Regions from separate parts of the Sus scrofa genome. Here region 1 is linked to region 2. Evidence: chromatin contacts called from public promoter capture Hi-C data. All regions are on one chromosome and are shown on one strand. Each heading gives the region's core, a stretch centred on a gene start, on an enhancer-like site or on the middle of the called end of the contact. The rest is flanking DNA. Distances are from core to core; before and after follow the strand shown.

What was found. Promoter capture Hi-C pulls out the DNA fragments that hold promoters and counts their contacts.
Region 1: a promoter capture Hi-C map of liver shows a contact between it and region 2, with 2.9 times the contacts expected there. The contact joins the promoter of SLC9A8 here to the promoter of ZNFX1 in region 2. A contact is called at or near these places in 1 of 5 promoter capture datasets (liver) and 1 of 2 datasets of contacts at active chromatin or transcription factors (alveolar macrophages).

Annotation. Positions count from the first base shown.
Region 1 is chr17:51,398,026-51,404,440 of Sscrofa11.1, forward strand. It overlaps SLC9A8 (sodium/hydrogen exchanger 8), which reads left to right and starts at 3,479. Exons shown (of 17, transcript XR_002340027.1): 1 at 3,479-3,621; 2 at 5,963-6,141. LOC106506057 (a long non-coding RNA gene) reads right to left here and starts at 3,434. Exons shown (of 3, transcript XR_001301039.2): 1 at 3,317-3,434; 2 at 1,742-1,836; 3 at 583-1,643.
Region 2 is chr17:50,956,820-50,963,238 of Sscrofa11.1, forward strand. It overlaps ZNFX1 (NFX1-type zinc finger-containing protein 1), which reads right to left and starts at 1,903. Exons shown (of 14, transcript XM_021077518.1): 1 at 1,447-1,903. LOC100627868 (a long non-coding RNA gene) reads left to right here and starts at 2,022. Exons shown (of 5, transcript XR_300503.3): 1 at 2,022-2,170; 2 at 2,496-2,605; 3 at 4,898-4,951; 4 at 5,243-5,332; 5 at 6,136-6,341. LOC106506050 (a long non-coding RNA gene) reads right to left here. Exons shown (of 3, transcript XR_002339902.1): 3 at 2,582-2,673.

The sequences.
Region 1 (6,415 bases), core at 2,229-4,728, 440 kb after region 2:
GGTTTCCACAAGTGTAAATTGGGCTAATCAGAGTACCTCATAGGGTTAAATAAATTACCGAGCATAATGTACCTGGAATAATGCCTAGTGCAGAATAAGTGTTCAAGAAATGTTAGAAGAGATAAAGGCCAGAAGAAGGATAAGAGAGAGAGAGAGAAAAGTTCCCTGTTTGATGGCACTTATATTCTAGAGGGGGAAATGGATGATAAACTCAGGAAGGAAGGAAAGGAGGGAGGGAGGGAAGAAGGGAAAAAAATATCTGATAGTTATAAGGGTCTCAGAAACACTCATGTTTAAGACTAGACCAGGGTTCAACTATAATAAAAAAAATTTTTTTAAATACTTGGGAGTTCCCGTCGTGGCGCAGTGGTGAACGAATCCGACTAGGAACCATGAGGTTGCGGGTTCGGTCCCTGCCCTTGCTCAGTGGGTTAAGGATCCGGCGTTGCCGTGAGCTGTGGTGTAGGTTGCAGACGCGGCTCAGATCCTGCGTTGCTATGGCTCTGGTGTAGGCTGGCGGCTGCAGCTCCGATTCAACCCCTAGCCTGGGAACCTCCATGTGCCGTGGGAACGGCCCAAAGAAATAGCAAAAAGACAAAAATAAAAAATAAAATAAAAATAAAATACTAGACCAGGGGTCGGCAGCCCACAGTGGGCCAGATCCAGACTGCCACCTGTTTTCATATGACCCAGGAGGTTTCCACATTTTTAAACGGTTGAAAAAATAAATAAAAAGAACATTTCATGACATGTGAAAATCATAAGAAATTCAAACTTCAATATCCACAGAGTTTTACTGGAACACATCCATGCCTATTTAAATCATCCATGGCTCCTTTCCCACTGCAATGGCACAGTTGAGTGGTTGCCACAGATCAGAATGCCTACAAAGCCTAAAATATTTACTGTGTGGCTCTATACAGGAAAAGTTTACTGACCCCTGCTTTAGACTGAGTGGTCAGGGAGGGCCTCCCTGAGGAGGTGACATGTAAGCTGAGACCTGAATGGCAAGAAGGAGGAAGACTGGGTTAAGAGGGCAGAGAGAACAGAGAACCAGGGCAAGAGCTTTCTTTCTAATCCAAGGCTCTGAGGGTGCTGTGGTGTCCCAGGGTGACAGCGTCCTGAGTTGGGGTCCAGAGGACAGCCTGGCACCAGAGCCTGCATGCCAGCCCCTTCTCAGCCAGGCATAGCACAGGAACCCAGAACTGCAGGTTGAAAGGCTATATTTGCCTTCCAGGGGGCAATGACAAGGGGTCCTAGATTTATTCCCAGGAGCAGGTATAGAGGGCCCGGGATTGGCCCACAGTCCCGAGAGCCACTGTTCTATGGTCTCCTACTTGCTAACAGGTTCATGAGAGCAGCAGAATCTATGGTGAAGGCCGTGGGTGGGACGGCAAGTACAATGAGGCAGCCCCTCGATGAATTCTGGGCCCCGCTTTCATCCCGACTGGCCCACAGCCTGCAGCCTGATGCAAGGAAGCCAACACCCAGCCCACAGGGGCCCGACTCCAGCCAGGTGGGGTTTTCTGGGGCTGGAAGAAGAGTAACAGCCTCCGCTTCTTGGTTCATAAATGTGGTTCAGGCTCAGAGACAACCCCGTTCTCAGTACTTTACATGCCAGTTCATTCCTGCCAAGCTCTGGGCTAAGGGAGGAAAGTAGGCTGTTAGTCCCATTTTGGACCCAGAGAAATTAAGGCAGTGACGAGCAACAGGGGGTACTGGTTAAAAACAAAGACTGTACCTGAATCCCACCCTCGATACTTGCCAGCTGTGTGACTTCGGGCAAGTGTCTGGACTTCTCTGCACCTCACCTTGTGGGCGGAGGATAGTATCTGCCTGAAAGAAATGTAAAGAATTAAGGAAACAATAGCCCAGCACCACACCCACAGGAAGAACATCCATTTTCTCAATTAGATTTGACAACAGTCTTAAGAGGTCTTAGCGCAGCAGGGGAGTCCAGCTTTGAGCCAAACAGCTCTCTTCTCCACCCAGTTCCTCAAGGGCCAAAACCCTGACATCATCCCTGACTCCCCTCTTTCTTTTAGGTGACACAGTCCTTCAGCCAATCCTGCCTTCAATATCTACCCATAGTCCAACCATTCCTGCCATATCCATGCTGTCACCTTGATTCAAAGTGCCATCAGCCCTCACCTGGATAACTGGTTTCCATTCTTGCCCGTCCACTCCGCCACCCCCCCACCCCCAGCTTTCCACAGTACTCCTCTTTTCAAAAACTTTCTGTTTCCTAACACTTCTGGAATTGACTAACTTTTTACTTATTCAAGGATCATTTGTTCTTGAGTATTTACTACGTGCCAGGTATTGTTCTCAGCACTGGAGATAAACAGAGAACAAATGCCTCCGCATTCCCAAGTTTACATTCTCGCCGAGAGAAGAGACTATAGGAATACATGAGTAAAATATACAATATGCTCACTGTTATGGAGGAAAATAACACAGAGCAGGGGAGAGGGTTTCGATTTTAGATAGGATGGTCAGGGAAGGCATAACGGACAAGGAAAGGATAAACCGAAAGCCTGAAAGTGGGAAAAGTGGGAACCAAGGGGAAACCTAGGAGCCGAGTATTCTAGAATAAGGGCTCAGCTAGTGCAGAGGTGGAAGCGTTCCCGGTCTCAGGTATTCCAAGGAAGGCACTGTGACTACAGTGGAGAGTGTGCACCTCAGAAGGTAGAGGTGATACGGTTGGGTCCTGTAGGTTCTCCAAAATTTTTCCCCTCTGATTAAGACTGGAAGCCAGTATAGGCTTTGAGCAGCAGAGTGACTGGGAAGTTTAAAAGGATCACTGGGACAGCTGTGTGGAAAAGCTGAAGGAATAAGGGCAGATAGGAAGCTATCAAAGCTGTTGAGATGTGATGGTTTCAACCAGGAAGGGAGGTACCAACTCCCCTGATGGGGTCCTTCCTATCCCTCCAACCTCACCTTGTTCCTTCCTGTATCCCCACCCCTACAGACCACTGCCAGACACAAATAGGCGTCTAATGAGCATCTGCTGACACAGGGAAAAAATAATGAATGATCCATCTCTAGGTCATTATCATCTGCTTTAAGGATAGGCGTAGAGTGAGAACTCAACGTTGACAGAAGGATATTGCACAATCCTGCACAAACACAAGTGGCTAGTTCTCTTTACGGCTGGGGAAAACAGATTGGGTAAGTATACCCCTGGGGTCCCTCTACGTTAGAAGCTTCCTTCCCAATTTTAGCATGGTGAAGCCCTGGCACTGGATGGAAAGAACTTGCTCTTAGGGTGAGTCACAGTGACCTCACAGGTCAAACGTCCCCCAAACGTCCCTACCCTGTGGAAGGGCAAAGCCGGAACCTCGTGAGGCCCCAGGGTCAAGAGACGGAGGCCGGACACACATCCTGAAAGTTCCCACAGATTTCGCCCCCGCCCCCCACGAGTCTCCTCCCACCCTCGGGCCATAGAGACGAAGGGACAGAAATGCCGCCCTCGCGCAGCCGAGACCCCGCCCCCCGCTCGTCGACCCGCCCGCGCCTCCAGCGGAAGCCGGAAGCACAAGCGGGCCCGCTAGCCCCGCGGCTCCGAACTCGGTGGTCTCGGAGGCTCGGCCGGATGGGGGAGAAGATGGCGGAAGAGGAGTGAGTGGGCTTTTCCCGGGCGGCGGAGGCGGCAGGGCTGGGCCCCATCGGGTGACGGCGAGCACCTCAGGCCGCCCTCCGGCCCCCGAAGGCGGAGCTCCTTGTGCTGGTTGGCCAGGACTGACCGTGCCGGCCCCTGCGAGGAGGGCGGGAGGGACGGGCCTGGGCCCTGCAGCCTCCTTGAGGTTGGACCCTCGGGCTGGGGATCGGCTGCCCAGCGTAGGTCTCGAAAGCCGTCTTGCGCAAACTGCAACCCAAATTTCACTTTCCCAGTTTTCGGTCATCTGATTTCGCAGCGCTCCGCCGCCTCCAGAAAGTCACCCACGCGCTCCCCATAAGTAGCCAGCCGCCTCCTCCATTGTAACGATCATTTTTCATATGTTTCTTTTCACTGAATCTTATCTGTTCATTAACTAGCCATCTAATCTTTTGCGGCCCCTGGTCTCATGGTAGTGACGGAGGCCGACCAGGAGCGGCTCTCAGAGAGCTTCCGTGTTAGTGGGGAAAAAAGACCATAAATAGCATGCTTTCAGTGCTCTGAAAGAAACGCAGTGGCATTAGGGTGCAGGGGGCTTCTCAGAAAGAGGTGGTGTGCCAGATGAAACCTTTATGACCAGAAGGAGGGGTGGGAGAGGAACAAGCAGGTGCAAAAACCTAGAATCTAGAAAGAACTGAGTGCCTTTTTGAGGGACGAAGGCAGGATGGCAGGAGTGTAGTGAGCAGGGGGGCTAGCTGTACAAGATGAGGTAAAGGGAGTGGGGTTATCTGTCCTCCAGGTACTTCTGGAGAAGGACCACTCTTAGTCCATCTACCCACCTGCCAGGCACAGTCTATTGCAGGTTATAGATGCCCTATCTATGTTTGTGGAATGAGTATGTAAAAAGTAACAAGGAATCAACCAGTGGTTGAAATTTGACTTCCTCACCTGACAACATTTCATGTATGTCTTTTGGCCTGGTGGTCATTTTATTTAGTCAGCTTACTTCGGCATATGGAAGTTCACAGCAACACCAGATATGGGCTGCATCTGCAATCTACACCACAGCTCATGGCGACGCCAGATCCTTAACCCAGTGATCGAGGCCAGGGATCAACCTGTGTCCCCGTGGGTACTAGTCAGGTTCGTTGCTGCTGAGCCAGGATGCGAACTCTGTAGTCAGCTTACTTGTTGATCATCTTCTCTGTCCCAGACACTAAACTGGGCCTCAGCAGCACAAAGCAAAAGAGGTCATATGGCCCAGTGATTTCCAGTTTGGTTTCAGAGCTTGTTTCTGCCGATAACAGTGATATTTGCCAAGTTATATGTTTCAGAGCCTGCTATTCATGAGTGAAAGAGAGAAAGTAGTAGTACCCTACCTCAGACTTGTTATGCCTATTAAGTAGGTTATGTTAAGTAGATTGTGTGTTATCTGGCCCCTGGAATAAAACATTAGTTGTTCTGGAGTTCCCGTTGTGGCTCAGTGGTTAACGAATCCGACTAGGAACTATGAGGTTGCGGGTTTGATCCCTGACCTCGTTTAGTGGGTTAAGGATCTGGCGTTGCCGTGAGCTGTGGTGTAGGTTGCAGATGCGGCTTGGACCTGGCATTGCTGTGGCTCTGGTGTGGGCCGGCAGCTGTAGCTCCGATTAGACCCCTAGGCTGGGAACTTCCATATGCCGCAGATGCGGCCCTAGAAAAGACAAAAAAAAAACAAAAACAAAAACCCTGAGCATTAGTTGTTCTAATCACAATTACCATGATTGTTGTGTCAGTGTTGGGCTAGTTTACAGTCCCAGCACAATGTGAGATAACTGTGAGGAACACGGGGGTGGGGTGGAGTGGGATATTGCAGAGGGGCTTACACGTGGGCCTCTTGAACTCAGAGGAGGGTTGTGTAAAGTAGCGTGGGACATTCTGACCAGATCAGCAACTGGGCAGATTCAGGTGGTTTCTTCAGTTTGTAAGGGGTGGCGGGGGAATCCCAGGGAAAGAATGTCCACTGGAGAAATAAAATACGTAAACAGTAATGGGCTTCGGACTGTCACCGGATTCTAGTTTGCTTCCACTTAAATCCCCCGTTAAGTGCAAAGAGCAGGCAGCATTTTGTTTCTACACCCGCCCTGATTCCCCTTTCTCTCTGTCCTGTGGCTCTGTCAGAGCCCCTGAGGCTGCTGGTACCTTGCTGCTGTGGCAGGCAGGGATTTTCCTAATCATTTTCCCTCCAAGGCCTTCCTGTTGGTTGCAAGACTTGTGAGTCCCATAAAGCTCTGTGCCCCATTCTCTTTCTGGTTTGTGCGTGCATTGATCCTGTGGGGCCCTTGTCCCTTGTCTAATTCTGCTGCTTTTTATGTTCTCCAACAGGTTCCCCAATACAACTCACGAAGGTTTCAATGTCACCCTTCACACCACCCCAGTTGTCACTACGAAACTGGTGCTCCCGACCCCTGCCAAGCCCATCCTCCCCGTGCAGACAGGGGAACAGGCTCAGCAGGAGGAGCAGTCGAGCGGCATGACCATTTTCTTCAGCCTCCTCGTCCTAGGTGAATGCATGCAGAAACACCACCTGCTACCCTTATGAGTGTCTGTGTACCCTGTCTATATGGTTAACCCCATGTCCACTGCTGTTGACTTTTTTTTTTTAATTTATTATTTTTTCTTTTTTTTCCTTTTTTTTCTTTTAAGGCTGCACCTGTGGCACACGGAAGTTCCCAGGCTAGGGGTCGAATTGGAGCTGCAGCTGCCGGCCGAAGCAGCGCCAGATCCAAGTTGCGTCTGTGACCTGTGCTGAGACTGGCAGCAACGCCAGATCATTAA
Region 2 (6,419 bases), core at 653-3,152:
CTCAGGACCAGCAAGAAATCTGCGGTTCTTTCCTTCTCTTTTTTTCTACCTTGATGGTTTTTGACAGTAGTTCCGTAAGAGGACAAGGAAGCCCCTTCTAAGGGAACTTCTCCATGTAACTCATACAGGTCATGTTGGCTGGAGGTAGGCAAAGAGTGGGTGACTGAGAGTCTTTAGCAAAGGGACTTTTTCGACTGCCCCCTCACTGTTTTAAAACATACATAGTTGAAAACTGTGACTAGATTTGGCAACATATGAGGAATAGCTTTTATCCTCATCAGATAAAGAAGTCCCTTTCCTGCCTGCTGGGAATATAAGGAATCCCATCCCTTATCAAACCCAGCTCTCATGGCACAGGTTCAATATTTAGAGGAGTTTTTTTTAATTACAAAAATTCTGAGGGGAAAATTCCTTCTTCCTCTTGCTAAAAGATACTAAAATAGAAACTCACAATTTTTCTGGGATAAAAGAAAGAAAAAAGAAAGGAAAGGGAGGAGCAGAGAGGAACAGGAAATGTTATACACACACACACAAAAGCAGACTGGAGTGGGTTGCTTTGGGAATCAAGGCCTAAATGAGCAGGATGAAGAAAATCAGTGATGGTCAGGCTGGCAGAGGAGTTAAATTAGAGAGGAATGTTAATCACCAGGGTGAGATGAAAGAGGTTAGAGCTGGGTTTCAGGGGGAAGTCTCCAGGGTCCTGAGAGAGTCTAAGAAAAAATGGAGGAGTCTCTGGCACCCAGGAGCCCAGTAGGTCCTGATAATGATATTTTAGGGTCAAGGGAGAGCCAGGGCTGTGTGGGGACATGAAGAAGGTGCCAAGGCAAGGCTGAAGAGGAGAGCGGCAGAGAGGTGGGGGAGAGTGGAGGAGATCTGGGGGCCTCAAGAAAAGTGTGGGGCTGAACTCAACTAGGGGTTGCTTGCTGAAGTGAGGGGGGACCTGGAAATAGGGATGGGAGCGGAGGGTGCTTCTAGAAGATGGGGGATGAGGGATGAATGAGGCGACGGGAGGATGAAGGAAGACGAAGAGGGTGCTGTGACAAAAAGTGAGAGCCGAGATGGGGGGAACAGAAAAACTAGATGAAGAGAGCGGAGGAGGGCTCTGGGGGCAGAGGAGGTGAAGGGGGCGCTGCGGGGGTACCAGGGGTGCCGAGGCGGGACAGAGACGGGTGATGGAGGCGATGGGCAATGAGGAGGGGATGGGGTGCTGAGGGGCGCTGAGGACAGGGGACAGGTACTCAAGTGGATAGAGGGGACGCTGAGAAGTGATGAGGGCTGAGAGGGGGTGACGGGTGCCGAAGAGGGTGATGGGGACGCGGGGGCTGAGGCGGCGGCGGGAGCGCTGAGGCGGGCGCCAGGGCAAAAGTGGCGACAGTGGCAGGGTGGCGCGGCCGCCGGGGACCCGGAGCAAGTGTGGGGCCAGGGCTCGGGGCAGGGGTCACTCACCCAGCTCCGATACGTCCGCACTCCACCACTGCCGCCGCGGACTGGCGCTCGGACTCGGGCCCTGGATGGTCCGCGGCCCCGCCCGGAGCCTCGCACTTTCGGTTTCCTTTCTCCCCAGACACTCGGCGGAGCTGGGGGCCGGCCCGGAGGAGGAACACGAGAAGGAGGGGCCCTGGCCCTGGCCCAGCCGGCGCCCCCGCCCTCAGGCGGGGCAGGGGCAGGCAGACGCTCGGGCGTCGCCTCAGCTCCCCCAGGCGGCGGGGCCCGTGGGCTCCGCCGGGAGCCGCTGAGGGGAGGGGACTGCAGGAGGCGGGTTAACAGCAACCAAGGCCGTCGCAAGCCTCAACGGTCCCAGAAGGAGGGGGGAGCCGGCGGACGGCTTGTTGCGTGTGAAGCGCGACATGGCGGCGAGGCCGACCAGCCCGAGTGGCCTCGTGTATGCAGAGAAGGGGCGGGGCTAGAGCGGTCTCGACCTCCAGTAGACTTGCCTCCGGCAGGGCCGCGCGGAGACTACATTTCCCAGAGGGTGCTGCGCGTCGCGGAAAGGAGGGGGAGGAAGCACTTTGACTCCAGTGCGCAGGCGTGAGAGTCTCCTCAGGCTATTTAAGCGAGGCTCGAGTGTTTCGCGTTCTTTCGCTTCTGCGGCGCTCGTCGGAACCTTTGTCTCTCTGTTCCTCTTCTGATGGCGTTCTACCCTGGGAACGTGGGTGTGCTACTCCATGTGGTGAGTGAGATAAAGGTATCTTTGTCTTTGTGTGGTTGCTTTTGCCGTCCTCTTCTTGGGTCCCCCTTGTTTTGATATAGGTCATAGGCCCACTAAGGGAGATAAATTAAAGCTGGAGAAACTCGCTCCATGTGCTCGGGCCTGTGGGTGGAGCCCGTGGCTGGTGTAAATGATGACTTTACTTTTTTCCCCATCAGATCGACAATGCTGATGTTTTTGAGTACTTGCCAGTTAATTCTGATACACTAGCCACAAAAGGCCCTGCCACGTTCTTTTTTTCCTAACTCTGGAAAGATGGCGATTGATGACCTTGCTTTGTTCGCAGGTTTGCATGATCAGAGACTGCAGGATGGATCTCGGAGAAGACGACTCCTGCTGGGCCTCTAAGGCAACCATGTATAGACATCCACAATCTTCAGTCTCCTGATCTCTGGGGTAAGCGTTTGTATTTTGGCCCGTTGTAGGAAATGCGTGTTTTAAAGAACTTTAGTTTGATAGATGACCTTGGAGAGAAAAAGGGAAGTTAAGGACAGCAAATAAGCACAAAGGTGGAGGTTACCTACGTGGGGTCCAGAAGGATGTGGTTTTGTCCTATTGGCCTTACCCAGTTACCTATGTCATCAGTCCTCGCCATGGTTTTTTTGCCCTTTTCTTCCTGCAAGATTAAGTCACCATTCCTCACATCCCTTTGCTATCAGTTGAGGAGTGGGTTAAAGATTCATGTCCAGGAGTTCCCGTCGTGGCGCAGTGGTTAACGAATCCGACTAGGAACCATGAGGTTGCGGGTTCGGTCCCTGCCCTTGCTCAGTGGGTTAATGATCTGGCGTTGCCGTGAGCTGTGGTGTAGGTTGCAGACACGGCTCGGATCCCGCGTTGCTGTGGCTCTGGCGTAGGCCGGTGGCTACAGCTCCGATTCAACCCCTAGCCTGGGAACCTCCATATGCCGCGGGAGCGGCCCAAGAAATAGCAACAACAACAACAGACAAAAAGACAAAAGACAAAAAAAAAAAAAGATTCATGTCCAGCTAGGCGTAGGTATACTCCCTATAGTAGACAAGGCCTTTGGGGATGTTAATCCCTGGAGCCCTTTAGCCAAATATTAATCAGTAGCCACGTCAAAGAATGCGTTGAAGCCCATGTTCTGCACTGACTGAGTTACTATTTTGCTTCACTAGGGCATACGGAATTCTTTGGGTCAGGGATCAGATCTGAGCTGAAGCTGCAACCTACCCCACACAACACTGGATTCTTTAACCCACTGCCAGGCTGGGGGGTCTAACGTATGTCCTGGTGCTGTAGAGAGGCCCCAGATGTACTGTGCCACGGAATTTCCAAGTGGTTAATGTGATGACTTGTCTTTTTTTTTTTTTTTTTTTGTCTTTTTGCCATTTCTTGGGCCGCTCCCATGGCATGTGGAGGTTCCCAGGCTAGGGGTCGAATCAAAGCTGTAGCTGCCAGCCTGCCCCAGAGTCACGGCAACGCCGGATTGTTAACCCACTGAACAAGGGCAGGGATCGAACCCGCAACCTCATGGTTCCTAGTCGGATTCGAAAACCACTGCCCCACGACGGGAAGTCCTGTGACGGCTTTTTTTTTTTTTTTTTTTTTTGTCTTTTTGCCATTTTCTGGGGCCGAACCCATGGCATATGGAGGTTCCCAGGCTAGGGGTCCAATCGGAGCTGTAGCCGCCTGCCCACACCAGAGCCACAGCCACGCGGGATCTGAGCCATGTCTGCGACCTGCACCACAGCTCACGGCAACGCCGGATCCTTAACCCACTGAGTGAGGCCAGGGCTCGAACCCACAACCTCATGGTTCCTAGTCGGATTCGTTAACCACTGAGCCATGACGGGAACTCCTGTGATGGCATTTTTTTTTAAAGGAAAGCCAAATAAATGTACTTTGTTGGCCTAGTTACTTTTATTACCCAGAATCTTTTACCCACGCTTGTGGCATGTGGAAGTTCCTGGGCCATGGATTGAACCTAGTTTTCGGTTTTGGTTTCTTTTTTTTTGGTTTGGTTTGGTTTGGTTTTGCTTTTTCGGGCTGCACCCATGGCATATGGAGGTTCCCATGCTAGGGGTCTAATCAGAGCTACAGCTGCCGGCCACAGCCACAGCAACACAGGATCCTTAACCCACCCACTACGTGAGGCCAGAGACCGAACCTGCAACCTCATGGTTCCTAGTTGGATTCTTTTCCGCTGTGCCACAAAGGGAACTCCGAACACATTTTCTATTGAGTCCTGAAATGCCACCTTAAGGGTGGGATTTCTTGGACCCTGTTTTCCTTGAACTCTGATCCCGAGTTCCTTGCATTGAATCATCCTGACGCAAAACCCTGCAATGACATCTCACCTCAGCACAAGCCAGCCATTTGCCCACAGCTTTGCCAAGCACACTGACCTCTCAGATGTAAACTCAAAAGGTAGGAGTGTTTGTCTTAGCTATTACTGCCAGCAGCAGCACACTAGAAGTGCTTTGAATACTACATGAAATTGCAGGTAGAGAATCAGACCAAGTCTAATTCCTGGTTCAGGGTTCTTCAGAGGCCAAGAGCTTCTTACTGGCATATATGATGACTGAACTTTTTTCCCCAACAGATCGACCATGTTGATCAAACTCTCTAAGCCAGTTTCTGTCTGATATGCCAGTTTGAGCAGCTCTTGTCCTCCACTCCCTTGGGTATCTAGCTGATGGAGCTCATGTTTCATTGTTTTCATCTTAGGTTTACTAGTGGCAGAAAGCAGACTTTGAATGGACTATCATTTGGAAAGAATGGGTAAGTCATGTCCATTAACTGTTCCTTTTTAAAAGGGGTTATCCCCCTCGCGTTCTAATTACTGTGACCCAAATATATGGCCATTGCAGCTGATGACTTTTCTCCCAGTCAGATCGACCCTGTTGATCTCACTGAATTAGCCAGTTTTGTTGATGGCATTGGTCACAAAGACAACCTCAGTTTTCTGCTTACCATCAACAGATTTTGCTATGTGGGAATTGGGCTTGCTTCAAGGGTTTTTCCCCCCCTTAACCAATCAAGTTATTGGCTTCATTTGTTGACTTTCTGCAGGACTAGAGCACCCTGTGTTCCTCAAGGCAATGAGGAAGTGGATTCCAGCCTGATTTTGCCGTCAGCTTGGTTCAGTCTATCCTGTAACAGGTGAGGTTGTCCAAGTATTAACCCACTAGTAAAATGATTATTAAATGTGCTCAAGGTAGGGAGGTCTTGAGTTTGCCCACTTAGGAGTAACCTGCAGACTCAGTTCCAAGTTGGGTAGATGGGGAAATACCTGGTCATACCAAAAGTTCTAAGAAAGGGTGAAATTAAATGAAGGTAAACCTGTGATTAAATTAGTCTTGATTGTATACCTTTAAGCTGACCTCTACAGCCCCTTAAATTGTACCAGTTTCCTGGCTTTTGCCAAACTACTCCGTTGTGTTCCCAGCTGCCTAACTGCCCTTGATTATAGTGGAGGTGGGATATCAACTTTCTCCACTTGAGTATGATGGGTTTGACTGCAATGCCTCCTATATTTGATTCCCCACTTTTTATGGAAAATCAAAACCTCAGAAGTGGCATTGTCTGATAGCTCATTACCCTGAATTTAAAATTTTTCTTTGTGAAATAAGTGGCTTGGCTTTTGTTGCCGTTTGAAAGTTGTTACTTTCATGATGACCCCTTAATCCCTAGACTATCCATTTGAATTCATCTAAATCCAAATGAAAGATCCTCCCATCTGATTAACAACTAAGAATATTAATAGTTCCCTAATGTCTGCTTATTTAGGTTATATTCAGATGTCCCCATATCTCCTAAAGTATCTTGTATTTAAATTGTGTTAAGTCTCTCTAGAATCAGCATAAAAAACTTTGTGATCCTGGGTTTTCTCTAGCTCTTAACTAGATGTTCCAAACAAGTAAAAGTTGATTATCAGAATGAAGTACTGATTTCTTTCTTTTCAGGGCATTTATCAGCTATGGACTTGGAATACAAGGCCTCAAATGACTGATCCTGTGCTCTCCAGAGAAAGCATGACTTGGTTGATCAGTCTCACAAGATGATTCTGCAACCCAGGTATCCAGAGTTGGAAAAGCCTCTGCCTGCTCTGAAGAATCAGTTACTGATTTTTAGCCTCCCTATGTGGAAAATAAAGCCCTTTAAATCAAAACGTTGTTGCACTTGATTATTGGAGATAGTGGCTTAGAACAGGGGCAATGAGTAACCACCATATTTTTAGCCCCAAGGG